Linked DNA regions of Muntiacus reevesi: region 2 is linked to region 1. A link is a contact called in public Hi-C data. All regions are on one chromosome and are shown on one strand. Each heading gives the region's core, a stretch centred on a gene start, on an enhancer-like site or on the middle of the called end of the contact. The rest is flanking DNA. Distances are from core to core; before and after follow the strand shown.

Evidence for each region. A called contact is a pair of places that touch in the nucleus more often than the background predicts.
Region 2: a Hi-C map of blood shows a contact between it and region 1, with 4 times the contacts expected there. The contact joins the promoter of FCRL6 here to the promoter of IGSF9 in region 1. A contact is called at or near these places in 2 of 3 Hi-C or Micro-C datasets (blood and muscle).

The regions. Positions count from the first base shown.
Region 1 is chr1:72,717,286-72,724,062 of mMunRee1.1, reverse strand. It overlaps IGSF9 (immunoglobulin superfamily member 9), which reads right to left and starts at 3,799. Exons shown (of 20, transcript XM_065925507.1): 1 at 3,705-3,799; 2 at 3,273-3,461. The coding sequence starts at 3,762.
Region 2 is chr1:72,861,111-72,867,887 of mMunRee1.1, reverse strand. It overlaps FCRL6 (Fc receptor like 6), which reads left to right and starts at 4,187. Exons shown (of 10, transcript XM_065941875.1): 1 at 4,187-4,220. The coding sequence starts at 4,190.

The sequences.
Region 1 (6,777 bases), core at 2,550-5,049:
CCCACTGCGCCCTCTTCTAAGTCCCATGTGATGGTAAATTTTCATTATAGTGATCTTCAAGTGCCACAAAGAAGGAAGAAGATGGAAGGAAAATCGAGTTTGGGATATCAGGCAATGTCACCATACTTAATCCTCTCAAGAATTCCATTAAAGGAACTGATGTTAAGCTTCTTTCCAAAATCACATGGCCATTCCACGATACAGGTAGGCCTGCCTTCTCATGACGCAGTATACTCTCCACTGCACACTGGTCTGAGGACCCAGTGATGGTCAGGGCACTCATCCCTGAGCTTAGCCAGTATATTCTCACTCGGGGTGTGTTGGTAACCAGGGGGTAACAGCTCCAAATGTGCGTTGATCAGACTAACCAATAAAGCACGCCGTATGTCCTAACTTCCCTGTGAGGTATGCATGGCTAGACTGGAAGTGTCACAGAAGAACAGGAAGCTGGCCAGCAACAGGTGTTCCTGTGCCCTCCTGAGTCCCAGGTCCCCCTTCTGGAGGCCCGCCCTCTACCTACAGTAGAGCCAAAGTGAGTGTCTTCAGACCTCTCCACACGCAGGGGTGTGTAGACGAAGGAAGAGACATAGTCCCCACTCTTGCAAGCTCTCCAAAGGCAGAGAAACCACACTCATGTACAAGTGCAAGTTCACACACACAGAAGTCCAAGAAACAAAGAAGCAAGAGGCGGACAGAAGGTTTCCAGGAAGAGGCAACTCTGCAGAGAGTGAGTCACATCGTTAGTCCTCAGTCCTGTCCGACTCTTTGCGACCCTATGGACTGCAGCCCACCAGGCTCCTCTGTCCATGGGATTCTCCAGGTAAGAACACTGGAATGGGTAGCCATGCCCTACTCCAGGGGATCTTCCCGACCCAGAGATCAAACCTGAGTCTCCTGCACTGCAGGCGGATTCATTACCATCTCAGCCACTGGGGAAGCCCAGGGGATGCAAGGATAAAAGGTGGTGAGGGGAGAGGACTCGAGGGAGTGGGGCTCTTCTAAATGGAGGATGAGAAAACGGATTTCTTTTTTGGTTGCTCATCAAGTGAGATCTTAGTTCCCTAACCAGGGATCTAACCTGTGCTCCCTGCACTGAAAGCATGGAGTCTCAACCACTGGACCACTAGGGAAGTCCTTGAGATAACTGATTTTTATCAAACAACTCAGGACAGAGAGAAAACTCATGTCCCTTCTGCCACGGGGGTGTATCTTGAAACTCTCAAGAAATATAGCAGGAAAGTCAAAGACCAAAAGCTGATCCCATGAATTGGAAGAGCTAATCTAAGATCCCCCCCAGGAAAGCTGGTATAGAGGAAGTGGACTCTCTTTTCTCTTCACACCTAGGGTTTCACACCATGCAGGTGCTGTCTGGGGTTCTTTACACACAGCAGCTAATTTCATTCTAGGATTTAGTCCTGGTTTGTTTTATACTGCTTTTACTACTTTTGCACTGGTCCATAAATCCAGTCTCCTCAGCTAGATGGATTCTAAAGTCATCAAAGATAGGAAGCCTTCCCTTCGGTGTAATCCCTGAAGGCTCCAAACAGTCTCTCTCGTGGTTCCTCCCACATTCTAGGCCACGGGCCTCACACAGTCCCAGGCCATCTCCCCTTCGTTTGCCCAGAGGGTTTATGACAGGACAGCATTGTCCTTAGCAACCTCCACCTCCCGTTGCCTAGCAACTGCAGTTCGGAGTCCCCTGCACAAAGGCTGAGAGGCCCATTCCACACTGGGAGGCAGTAAAAGGGTTAATGGGTACAGGGGCCTCTCCCCGGGGCCCTGACTCCCCAGACTAGCTCTGCCTGACCAGAAGCTTCAGACCTAGGGGAGGGGTGGGCATGAAGGGTAGGGGTAGGAAGAAAGCCCCCGAGGTTACTGCTCACAGCCCGTGCAGCTCAGAGGAACACCACAGAGACAAAAAGAAAACCCACAGGAGAGTTGCTACCTTCCAGACAAGGGGGTGGAGGGAGGGCAGGAAGGAGAGCTGCACATCAACACCCCCAACTCCCCCACTCCCACCCCCGCCCAGAGGAGGTCCAGGAAAAGCCGCCCCCTACCCTGCCCTCAGTGGGGCAGCGGTCTGCATCCGTGAGCCTCAGCCCAGCCACTCAGGGAGCATGGGGGTGGGAGGGGGCAGCCATTGTCTCTCCACTGGTCCTAAGTGCGCCCCGCTTTTATCAGTTCTCCCAAGCGGTTCCCCCCAGGCTTGTGCAGACACATACGCTCCCACCAGGCTGTTTGCCAACAACTGCCCCCAGTTTGAAAATAAACCCTTCCCTCTGCACCACCTGCCCGAGCCTCCTCCCTTCTCTGCTCAGCCCGCCCCGCGGTGACAGCTCAGCCAATCCTGTGGCTTCTCCTAGGATTCAAAAGAAAGAGGGAAGAGGGAGGGGGTCCCCCTGCCCCCATCGACAGCCGCCCAGGTGGCCTTTCCTGGGCTTCCCCTATGAGGAGGCAGCCAGACTCTCTCGCCGGCCCAGGTTCTCGCACACGCTGCCCTCAGAGACCCGCCCTAAACCACTCAGATTAAGGCTCCCCGGAGATTAGGAGGAAGCTGAGCCTTTTCAGGGAGCAGCTGGGGCGCAGGAGAAGGCCCCCAGGGAGGCCTATACACTATTTTAAGTCCATGCTGGAGCCAGCTGAAGCAGGGACCCAGCCCAGCCCCATCTGTTTGCTGATCTTTCGGGGAGCCTGGTTCCCTCCAGCCCTGCTGTGCATGAGCTCTGCTGGACTCAGAATCAGACGCAATGGAGAAGCAGACAGATCGGAGACCCCCCTGACCCTGCTGCCCCATCAGTCCACTCCCTAGAAACCTAGAACCCCCAAACCAGCATTTAAGAAAGTAGGAGAGGAGGAGGGCAAGGGAGTGAGAAGATAGCAGAGCCAGGGGCCAGGAGAGGGCCAAGTAGGGGCAGACCAGGGAGGATCAGGAGGAGCCTGGGAGGCTCGTGATGAGCTCTAGAAAGAGGGATTAGGGAATTAGGATGGACACTTGGAACAGGGCTGCAGGATCTCCTTTGGAACAGGCCATGTGGAGTTCTAAACAGACTGTGTGTGTGTGTGTGTGTGTGTGTGTGTAAATGAATGAGTCCTTCAGTGAATGAACATTGCTTGGGAGCAGAGCCATGCTTGTTATGGAGCATTCAGCCAGGGAAACTGGAGATAAGGTTGGGGCAGGGACAGAGCTGTTAAGAAGAGGCCTTGTTCCCACTCTACCCAGCCCACCTTTGTTGGAGACACCTCCCGACCTCTCAGCGGAGGACAAGTCTTACCCACGTAATCAGGGTCGATGCGGGGGGAGTAGAGGCCAAACTGGATGAAGATGGGAAGCAGGAATCCAAAGCGCAGCCACTCGATGACATGCAGAGGGGGCCGGCCAGCCGGGGGCAGCAGGTCACAGCCCAGCACCGCGCTCTCCCCGGCCCGGCCCACCACTGACACCACCTCAGGCTTCCCTCGACCTGCAGGGTGGGCAGATGGGGGGGCATGAGGACGCAGCAGGTACCCAGAATCAGGACTGGGAGGGGAGACACCCTCTCTATCTCGGTGGGCTCCCCAGGCCTCAGTGAAGGGGTTGAGGGAATCTTTGATGTTGGCAGAACCCGAGCTGCTCCTCCCCTCCTCTGACCTCACAGAGAACCCCAGGGGAACCCCCCTACCCCGAGGCCAACAGGGGGTTCTGGAGCCCAGGGAGTCCGGCTCACCTTCAGCCCCCTGGCTGATGATCAGGCTGAGGATGGCCAGACCGAGGCACCAAACCATAGCCCAGCTGCCTGCTTGCCCGGCCCCTCCTCTCCACAGGGGCCCAGATGGAGGGGCCCGGGGACGTGCAGAGCCCAGCAAGCCCCTCAGTCCTTCTGATCAGGTCACAGGGATCAGCGCTCACTCTTCTGGACAGTTAGGGCTTGGCTCACGTCACACCTGAGGAAGCCGTTCTCGGTAGCACCACCAGATCTAGATGCAAAATGCAACGCAACATGCAAAGCGGGCCAATGTTGGAAAGCAGAAGAACCGTTCCCCCCTCCCAGAGTTAGAGAAAAGCCAGAGGTAAGCAAAGGCAGAGAAAGGGAAGAGGAGTGCAGATGAGTGGAGGAAGGGTGAGGGAGTGCTGGCATGGGGAGACCAGACAGGTAAGGACCTATGGGAAGCAGAGGACTGGAAAGATCTTAGGAAAAGCAGAGGAATTCTGGGGATACCCTGTTTACTCAGGCTCTTGGAAATGTGCGCCACGAGGGAACTGGGGTTCCTCTGTACTTGGAAAAGGACTTGTCAGTTAAGTATGGGAGACACAGAGCCCCATGGCACAGCCTCCTCTCTGTCTTCTTTCCTTAGTCCTGATGCCAATAACAAGGCAGAAGAGAGCAAGGTAGAACCAGTATTATGGCCTCCACCCCACGGTGACATAGAAGGACACTGAGGATCTCAGAGAACCCTGCTCAGGTGCACACAATCAGTCAAATGCAAAGCTGGGTTGAAAACCCCCAGAAGTGCCCACACAGATCCTTGCCTCATTTCTGCAGCCTCTGTGAACCCTGCGAGCTGGGAATCCTGTACCTCTTTCTCCACTCAACCTTCCCAATACTGCTTTAGCCATGAATGCGTCAGACACTTGAGAGAGGAGCTCCCTCTCCCTCTGCTGGTATGAGGGGCCCAGGCAGCATTCTCCAGGTCTGGGCAGGTCCCGGGGCTTGTGGGCTGGCGCCTGGTGCCACTTCCTCTTCCTGATGCTGCCAAGGCAGCCCTCCGTCTTGCCAGACACCATGACCCAAGTTCCTCCCATTTTCTCTCCCTTCGGCATCCTCGGGGTCCAAGGTTTGCCAGGCTTTCCCTTCCCCAACCCCAGAAGCATGGCCCATGTGAAGCTAAAAAAGCCCGAGTCCCTAGGGTGTACGAAGTGAGCCTTGGAGCCTGGAGGGGAGGAGGTCCTGACAGCCCCAGGGCCTGAGCATCTAGGGAAGTCACAGTGGGGTGGTGCTGCCTTGGACCTGGTGGACCCAAGTGGACTCTGCTCTGTGGGCCTCCACCCCGCTCCTGGCCTCACAGGTCAAGACTGGCTATAAAACCTCCCCCACGTCCCCCAACCTGATCCCTGCCTCTACTGAGTGGCCCTGTACCTCTAACTCCTAATAACTCACCAGCAAGCATCCCCCTGGCTTCCCACTGCCCCCAGTTCTCCCAAACGTCACAGACATATCTTTTTCTAAATGCATAAGAACTCCCAGTTCCCTCCTGGCTGTGTTCTGAAAACCCTAGCAAACCCAGGTTTGCCCAGAATTCCTCTGTTTTTCCTAAGAGCTTTCCAACTCTTCTGACGCCACTACGTCTTCACCTGATCTCCCCACTCAGCACTGTCTCATTCTCCCATCCCAGTTATCCCCTCTTCTTACAACCTTCCCCACCCTCCCCCCTCCACAATTCCCATTCTTTGCAGCTGATCTCCAATTGCACCAGGTCCTCGGTGCTTCAAGGAACTCCCGGTCTCCCCCAGAATCGCCACCCACCCACTTCTCCCATCCTCTCCTCCCTGGAATTTCCCTCCCTGAAATTCTCCTGCCTCGGCCCACAATACACTTCTGATACCCCGCCCTCAATTATCTTCTCCCTTGCCGTCTCCGGACCCCTGGAACTCCTCCTTGCGTCTGGAACCCACCAAGAACGAACCCCCCACCCCACCTCCACACACACATACACTACTTCCGAACTCCCCAGTTCCGCGGAGTCCCCATCCACCCACCAAGAATTCCACTTCACTCCCCAGAACTCCCCTAGTTCTGCTCCCCAAAGAATTCCACAATTCCCCCGCTTTCTCCTGTCCCCCATAACTCCCGCACTGTTCATCCCCTCGCGGGCACCCCCATTCCATTGCCCCCAGAACACCCCCGCCCTCACCTGCTCCGCACCGCTCGGCCTCACTCTTCCAGCTACACAATAGGGGGCGGACCCGCCTCCCCGCCTCGGATGCCCCGAGCGCCTCCCGTCGCCCTGGAGACCGCCAATCCCCCTCCCGCGGCGGCCAATTGGAGCTAGCAGAAGGCGAGGCGAGGCGGGCGCGACCCCCGAGCGGCCTGGGAGTTGTAGTTTCGGAAGAGCAGGGCTCGGTGGCACGTGGGCCCGGGTCGCCCCCTGGTGGAGCTCGATACAACGAAGCGTGGAAAGACGGATCTGTTGGCCGCTTCCCGCTGCAAGCTTGGGAGGCTAAGCGGGTCAAGGCCCGGGCTCCAGGGGTCTCAGGAGCTGACCCGTAGCTGGTTCTTTGCACACTCTGCTTCCTGTATAGGCCACCTTTAAATGTTCTCCCTTAGCCTAACGGGCTTAACCGCAGATGCGGCAGCTAGGGTTGAAACCCGAGTCTGAGGGGCAGAAGCACCAGGCAGTGAGCAGTACTCCCCGCCCTCCTCCCAGGGGATCCACCCCGCCCCTCTGATCTCCTCCCCCATCCCTACCGCCACCTCCATCTCCACATATTCTTCTCTGGCCGGACTGGAAATACCTGTCTGCACTGGCGAGCTCCCAAATCTTGCCCAGGCGCCTCCCACTGTGTGCAGAGGGGAAGGCAGCGCTCCCAGCCTGAGGTTGCCAAGTCAGCTTCCAGCACCAACCACCCAGAGAAACGGGTCCAGAGGGAAAGAGAGGAGGAATGAAATCAGTGATCACTTCCTGAGCCCCTGCAGGGAGCCAGATCCTGGACTACATGCTTCAGAACTCCTATATAACCTGTAGGGAAACTCTGTGAAGTAGGCAAAACTCCGTGTGACTAATAAGAAAACTGAGGTTCTA
Region 2 (6,777 bases), core at 2,938-5,437, 140 kb before region 1:
AACAAGGCAGCCACTAGCCACATTTAGCTATTTACTTTTTATTGTGGTACTGGAGAAGACTCTTGAGAGTCCCTGAACAGACAAGGAGATCAAACCAGTCTATCTGAAAGGAAACCAACCTTCAATCTTCACTGGCAGGACTGATGCTGAAGCTGAAGCTCCGATACTTTGACTACCTAATGCAAAATGCCAACTCATTGGAAAAGATCCTGAAGCTGGGAAAGATTGAACGCAGGAGGGGAAAGGGGCCACAGAGGATGAGATGATTGGATGGCATCAGCGACTCAGTGAGCATGAGTTCCAGCAAACTCTGGGAGTTAGTGAAGGACAGGGAAGCCTGGCGTGCTGCAGTCCAGGACATTGCATAAAGTCAGACAGACTTAGCAACAGAACAACAGAAGTTTAAAACAATGAAAATTTCAGTTCCTGTCTCACTAGCCAACCACAAGTAGCTACATGTAGCTGGTAACAGCTGAACTGAACAGCCCAGAGAACATCACCACCATTGCAGAGAGGGCTGTTAGAAGCATTGTCTAAGCATTTCTCACAGTGTGATCTCATTTAACCTTCCTAACACCCCTATGATGCAGGTGTAATCATTTATCCCACTTTAGAGTTAAGGACTCTGCAGTGCAGAAAGGTTAAAAACTTCACCAAGCTCTCAGCAGATTAGTATCCAGAGCAAGGATTTAAGCCCGGGTGGGTGGCTTTGGGGCCCACTATGGCATCTACATGCCAAGAGCTTCTCCCTAACCCCAGTTGCCTACCCCACTCTCCTCTCTTACCTCCTTGGAGAGGAGCTGAATCTTCCCATTCCCCAGAAGCCATTGTCCATCACCACGGTTCCCCTGTGAGCTGACCCTGAGAATGAGGACCCCTGGGCTTCAAGCCCTTGCTGGCTGAGAATCCCCTCTGTTATCCTCCCACCTCCTCTTAGCCCCTCATTTCCCTTAGAGTATTATGGGTTTTGATCCCCACCAACCCTTCCCAATCTTGATTCCATTCAGTCTGGGCCCTGGAAGACTCCTAACCTAGGAGCAGCCCTACTTGCCTCTGGTGATCTTCACCCCCAAGAAGCAGTGTGCAGCCAGTTAAGCTCAGAGAGCCAATGTCACTAACACCTTTGAAGGTGCAACAAAACCTCACTCTGCAAGGGTAGAGTGAGAAGTGGGGGAGGCTTCACACAGTCAGGCCCCCGAACCCAGTGAAGGTAGAAGAAGTCAAGGGCTGAGGCTTCATGGGTTCTGCCTGCAAAGCACCTTCAGTGCTTGCAAGCTAGACCATTTGTGGTTGCCCCGTCTCCTACCTTAGCTGCAGCCCTGCAGAGGTGTCACATTACCCTCTAGACCTGCAGCTGAACAAAGTTAAAGATGACTCAAGTCGGGAGATCTGTTGGAAAGAGAACGAAGAGAGGAAAATGCATAAATGTTAACATCTTGAGCTGAGCCAACAAGATATTCAATTCCTACTTTACTTCCTCACTCCTTTTAACTTCCAATCAACCGAGACTCAGAAGAACTTCCTGGCAGTGCCAGATCGGTTGCCCATTTCCACTGAATCAGAGAACTTGGGCAGAAAACAGAAAGTTCACCCTTTCTGTTCCCACCTTCAGCAGTGCGTATGTACTAAGTCGCTTCAGTCATGTCCAACTCTTTGTGACCCTATGGACTGTAGCCTGCCAGGTTCCTCTATCCTTGGGATTCTCCAGGCAAGAATACTGGAGTGGTTTGCCATGCCCTCCTCCAGGAAATCTTCCCAACCCAGGGATCAAACCCAAATCTCTTACATCTCCTGCATTACCCTGCATTATTGCATTATTACACAAGCAGGTTTTATACCACTGAGCGCCACCTGGGAAGCTCCTTCAGCAGTAAGCACAGCAAATTCTTTTCAGACTGTATGAAAATTCTCACCTAAAATCTTCCAGGAACAACTCACTGTCAGAAAATGTTTCCTGGCATTTTACCCAGCTCTCCGTGCTTCACCTTAAATCCACGTGTTCAGTTCTCAGAGGACGTGGGGGTAGGGGATGGCCTTCTTTTATGTTGAGAAACCAGTGGTTTCCAGTTTTCATCTGTTACAAGTGATGCTGCTATGAACATTTTTGCACCTGTCTTGCGATGCCCACGTGTGTGCAAATACCTCGGAGTGAAAACACTGGGCCGTCAGGATCCGTATGTCCAGTTTCATTAGATTCTGCCCCATAGTTTTCCAAAGTGGCTGTACCAGTTTATATTCCCTCTGGAGGTGTACATGGGTTCTAGTTACTTCACATCCTCACCAGCACTTGGTTGTCTATAGTTTTTGCCATTCTTATGGGGGATGTAGTGGTATCTCATTGCAGTTTAGGTTTGCATTTTCACAGTGATTTATGAAGTCAAGTTCCTTATCCTGTGTTTATTGAACGCTTGGATATCTGCTTTTGTAAAGTAGTATCCAAACTATTGTCCATTTTTCTAGAGGGTGGTCTGCCTTTTTCATATTGAATTGTAGAAATTCTTGCATTCTGGATACCAGTCCTTTGTCAGTCATATTTATTTAAAATATCTTGCCACTCTGTGGCTTGTTCACTCTTTTAATGGTGTCTTTTAATGAACAGTTCTTCTCAAAATAATTACCTGACCGTCTTAAAGCCTCAGGTTCAGAACCTCCATCCCCATTCTACCCCAGCCACATTGATCCCTGATTCTCTGCTGAGCTGATGGCCCTGTGGAATATCCTCAGGATCCCACTTCTCTACCTTATTGCAGAGGCCAGACACATTTCTGCTTGAAGAAGAGGGCACCTTGGAGAACTAGAGGTCACTCGGAGCAGAGGTGGGGCAGTGCGGAGGATCTTAGTGTTCCCATCGCTATGCTACCTTCCAGACTAAGCGATGCTGAGGCCAGGCAAATTCTGCAGTCTCTGCGTCTTTCCTTAGCCATGTCCCACCCTAGTTCCTAGCATGAGCCTTTTCAAACCACCAAGAGAGTGTTCAAAGTGCTTGCAAGTAGAAGGGCGTGCACTCATCTCCTCCTGCAAGAGCACCAAAATCACAACTAGCTGTTGAACAACCATGGACAGAGGGGTGCTGGGACCCACCAAAAAAAGATATCCCATGTCCAAAGACAAAGGAGCTTCAGCGAGGTGGTAGGAGGGGCACAACCACAATAAACTCAAATTCCATACCAGCCTGGTAGGTGACCCACGAACTGGAGAACAATAATACCAAAGACGTCCTCCCACTGTTGTGAAGGTTCTGAAGCCCGTGTCAGGCTTCCCAACCTGGGAATCTGACAAAGGGGCTGGGAATCCCCAGGGAATCTGACCTTGAAAGCCAAAGGAGTTTGATTATAGGACTTCCACGGGACCGGGGGAAACAGAGACTCCAGTCTTGGAAGGCACAAACAAAATCTTTGTGTGTGCCAAGACCCAGAGGAAAGGAGCAGTAACCACACGGGAGACTGAACCAAAAATACCTGCTAGTGTTGGAGGGTCTCCTGTGGAGGCGGGGGTCAGCAGGGTTTCACCACAGGGGTGGGACACCGGCAGCAATTTCTGTTTTCCAATTTTTCCATCTATTCTTTTCTTTTTTATGTTCTTTCTCAAGCCTTTATCAAGTGTAGTAGAAAAGCTTTTCTATACATATAAGTATATAAGTAATATGTATTATATATATTTTAGAAAACATGAATTTTTGCCTAACTAACACACTAATGACATTTTGATTCCACTTGTTTGACTTAGTATTAATAGAATGCTAGATTTCTAGTTAAAAAATAGATATGCAACAAGTAACAAAGGTTTACAGTACAGCCCAGGGAATTATATGGAAAATAATTTCAAGAATATATGTGTAACTGAGTCACTTTGCTATGCACCTGAAACATTGTAAGTCAACTACACTTCAGTAAAATATATATATTAAGAAAACAATAAAGTGCTTGCCAGTGGCTTATCTGACTACCTTATCCTTTATGGTCAAGAAAATTCATTTGTGTTGCGCTCGTTCTAGCAAAGAAGAAATACCAAAATGAGCTTTTAGTTTCTTCCCCACTTCCTGTATTTAGATTATCAAGCGCTAACACAACCCACGTCAGAGGGGGTCACCCACCCACCCCTGGGCCTGCGACCTAGATGCTCGCCCTGCCATCCTCGCGCCTGACTTCGGGCTGCCCCGTGTACCCTCTTCCACGCCAGGCTGGGCCCCATGCTGCTCTGGACAGTTGCTCTGCTCTTTGGTAAGTCACCAACGCCAGTGGCCTCTCCTGGGCACCAAAGACTGTGTTGTTCCTGAGATGCAGAGTTCCTTATTTCACCTTTCCTAGTTCAAGTGGGTTTATGGCTAGAGCTCGAGACCAGTGTGTGCACATGGGTATGCTTGAGAGTGATGGGGATGAGAGTGATGGGGATGAGGCCATCTGGGGAGCCCCAGGGTTTCCTACCCCATTTTCCTGGGTCCTTGGAAGGGCAACCATTTGATGTGTCAAAGCTAATTTAGGGAGCCAAAAAAAAAATCACATGCTGAATTCCAATGACATTTTTCACCCTGTGAAATCAAGTTAAAATATCCATCAGGTCTATCTTGAAAGGAAACTAAAATCACAGAAGGAAAGGGGGCTGCTGGGGTGTGGAGGAAGGATGAGGGAAGTGGACCAAAGGCAGTTCCACACATTTTGCTCAGCAAGCGGAGCTAAACGTGGGGTTTTACAAGGAGATGTATTTTTAAGAAGCCTCAGCCTTTTCTTAGAACCAGTCAATAATGACTGGACTTCTTCCCTAGTCAAGAGGTTTATGCTCTGAGTGTCCAAAGTCCTCTTCAAAATGACCATTCCTATTCCACCTACTTCCTCTCTCTGTCAGGGGGAGGTTCTGATTTGGGTCTGACTGGCCCATGGGGACCCATGTTATCATTATTGTTGCTGTGGTTGAGTCACTCAGTCGTGTCCAACTCTTTGCAACCCCATGCACTGTAGCCCACCAGGCTCCTCTGTCCGTGGGATTTCCAAGGCAACGATACTGGAGTGGGTTGCCATTTCCTTCTCCAGGTGATCATCCTGACCCAGGGATCAAACCCGCATCTCCTGAATCCCTGCACTGGCAGGAAGATTCTTTACCACTGAGCCACCTGGGAAGCCCATGGGGACCTACATGAAGGTTCAAATCCATTCTTCCGAATCCATAGTGCTCTCCTTGATGCCAGAAGGGACTGGTCTCCAGACAGAGGATTGGAGTGGGGGTGGGTTACTCGGCTCCCCTAGATTCAGCTCAGTCTCAGGCATTGTCAGATGCTACACTCAAAAGAAATGAGTCTGGGCACGTAGATCACTTCACTTCACAGTTTCTGAGTTGACTTGCTTTTTGTTTTAAACTTGGTCCCAGATGTTTGTTTTCATTGAACCAGAAAAGCAAAATGTGTTAGTCAGTCAGTCATGTCTGACTCTGCAACCCAGTGGACTGTAGCCCGCTAGGCTCCTCTGTCCATGAAATTCTCCAGGCAAGAATACTGGAGTCAATAACTACTCCCTTCTTCAGGGGATCTTCCTCACCCGGGGATTAAATCCAGAATCTGCATGGCAGGCAGATTCTTTACTGTCTGAGCTATCAGGGAAGCCCTGAAAAGCAAAAGCATTCCTAAAAGCACCCCCTTCCTGGGTCGAGTTTGTGGAAATTTAGCCTCTGAGAAGAAAATACTTGTTCCACTCAGGGCTCTTCCTTCCCCAACATCACCATGTTGCCCTGTGTTCTATGAATGGTCATTTGGACAAGTGAGAAGGTCAGTGCTCACATTAGGGCAGAGACAGGATGGCCTCGTGCCTGGATACACTCCAGAAGGGAGATTCTTAAGGGCACGTCCCTTCCTTGTGAAAGGAATAGAGTCCTTGGACTTGACTAGATAAAAACCTAAGAGCTTCCCGGCGTGTAGCCCAGGATCTGGATGGGGGAACGCAAAGGAGGAGAGGTGGACAGTCAGTGACTGGCTGACTAATTCGATGGCATATGGGAAACCCAAGCAGGACTGAGTCACATCTGATGCTCAGGACCCCAGAAAGCCAGCCTGCAATTCGGACCCCCTGGCTGAAAGTGTCACAATGAAGTTACCGTAAGGGTAAAGCTGCTATTTCCTCTCAAGTGCTATTTCCTCTCAGATGTGGCCAGAGAGACAGAGGAGAAAAAAAAACATTGAATGTACAGTGCATGCATTATCTCATATAACCCTCAGAGTCGTTATAGGGGAGGGCTTAATTTTTATCCCTATGAAGCAGTTGCGGAAACTGAGGTTCAAAAATGTTAAGAAACTTGCCCAGAATTACCCTGCTAACAAGCGAAACAGAGATGCAAACCCAACCCATTTCGTCAAGTCCTGTGCTTTCTCTGTTCTGTCTCCCTACCTCAAGTCTGGATGTAGTTGGAATTTAATCAGGTAAAACTAGAAATTATATTCATTTAAAGTGCCTGGCAGGACATGGTCACACAACAAATGGTACCTGTTGTTAGTGTTGGCTATCACAGATTCTAGAGGCTAGAAGCCCTGTCACTGAACACGCTGGTACATGGCTGTGTGCTAAAGATGTCTTTGGGCTTCCCTTGTGGTCCAGATGGTAAAGAATCTGTCTGCAATGCAGAAGACCTGAGTTCAATCCCTGGGTCAGGAAGATCCCTGGGAGAAGGAAATGGCAACCCACTTCAGTATTCTTGCCTGGAGATTTCTATGGACAGAGGAGCCTGGCAAGCTCCAGTCCGTGGGATTGCAAACAGTCAGACACGACTGACTGATTAACACACACTGAGATGTAT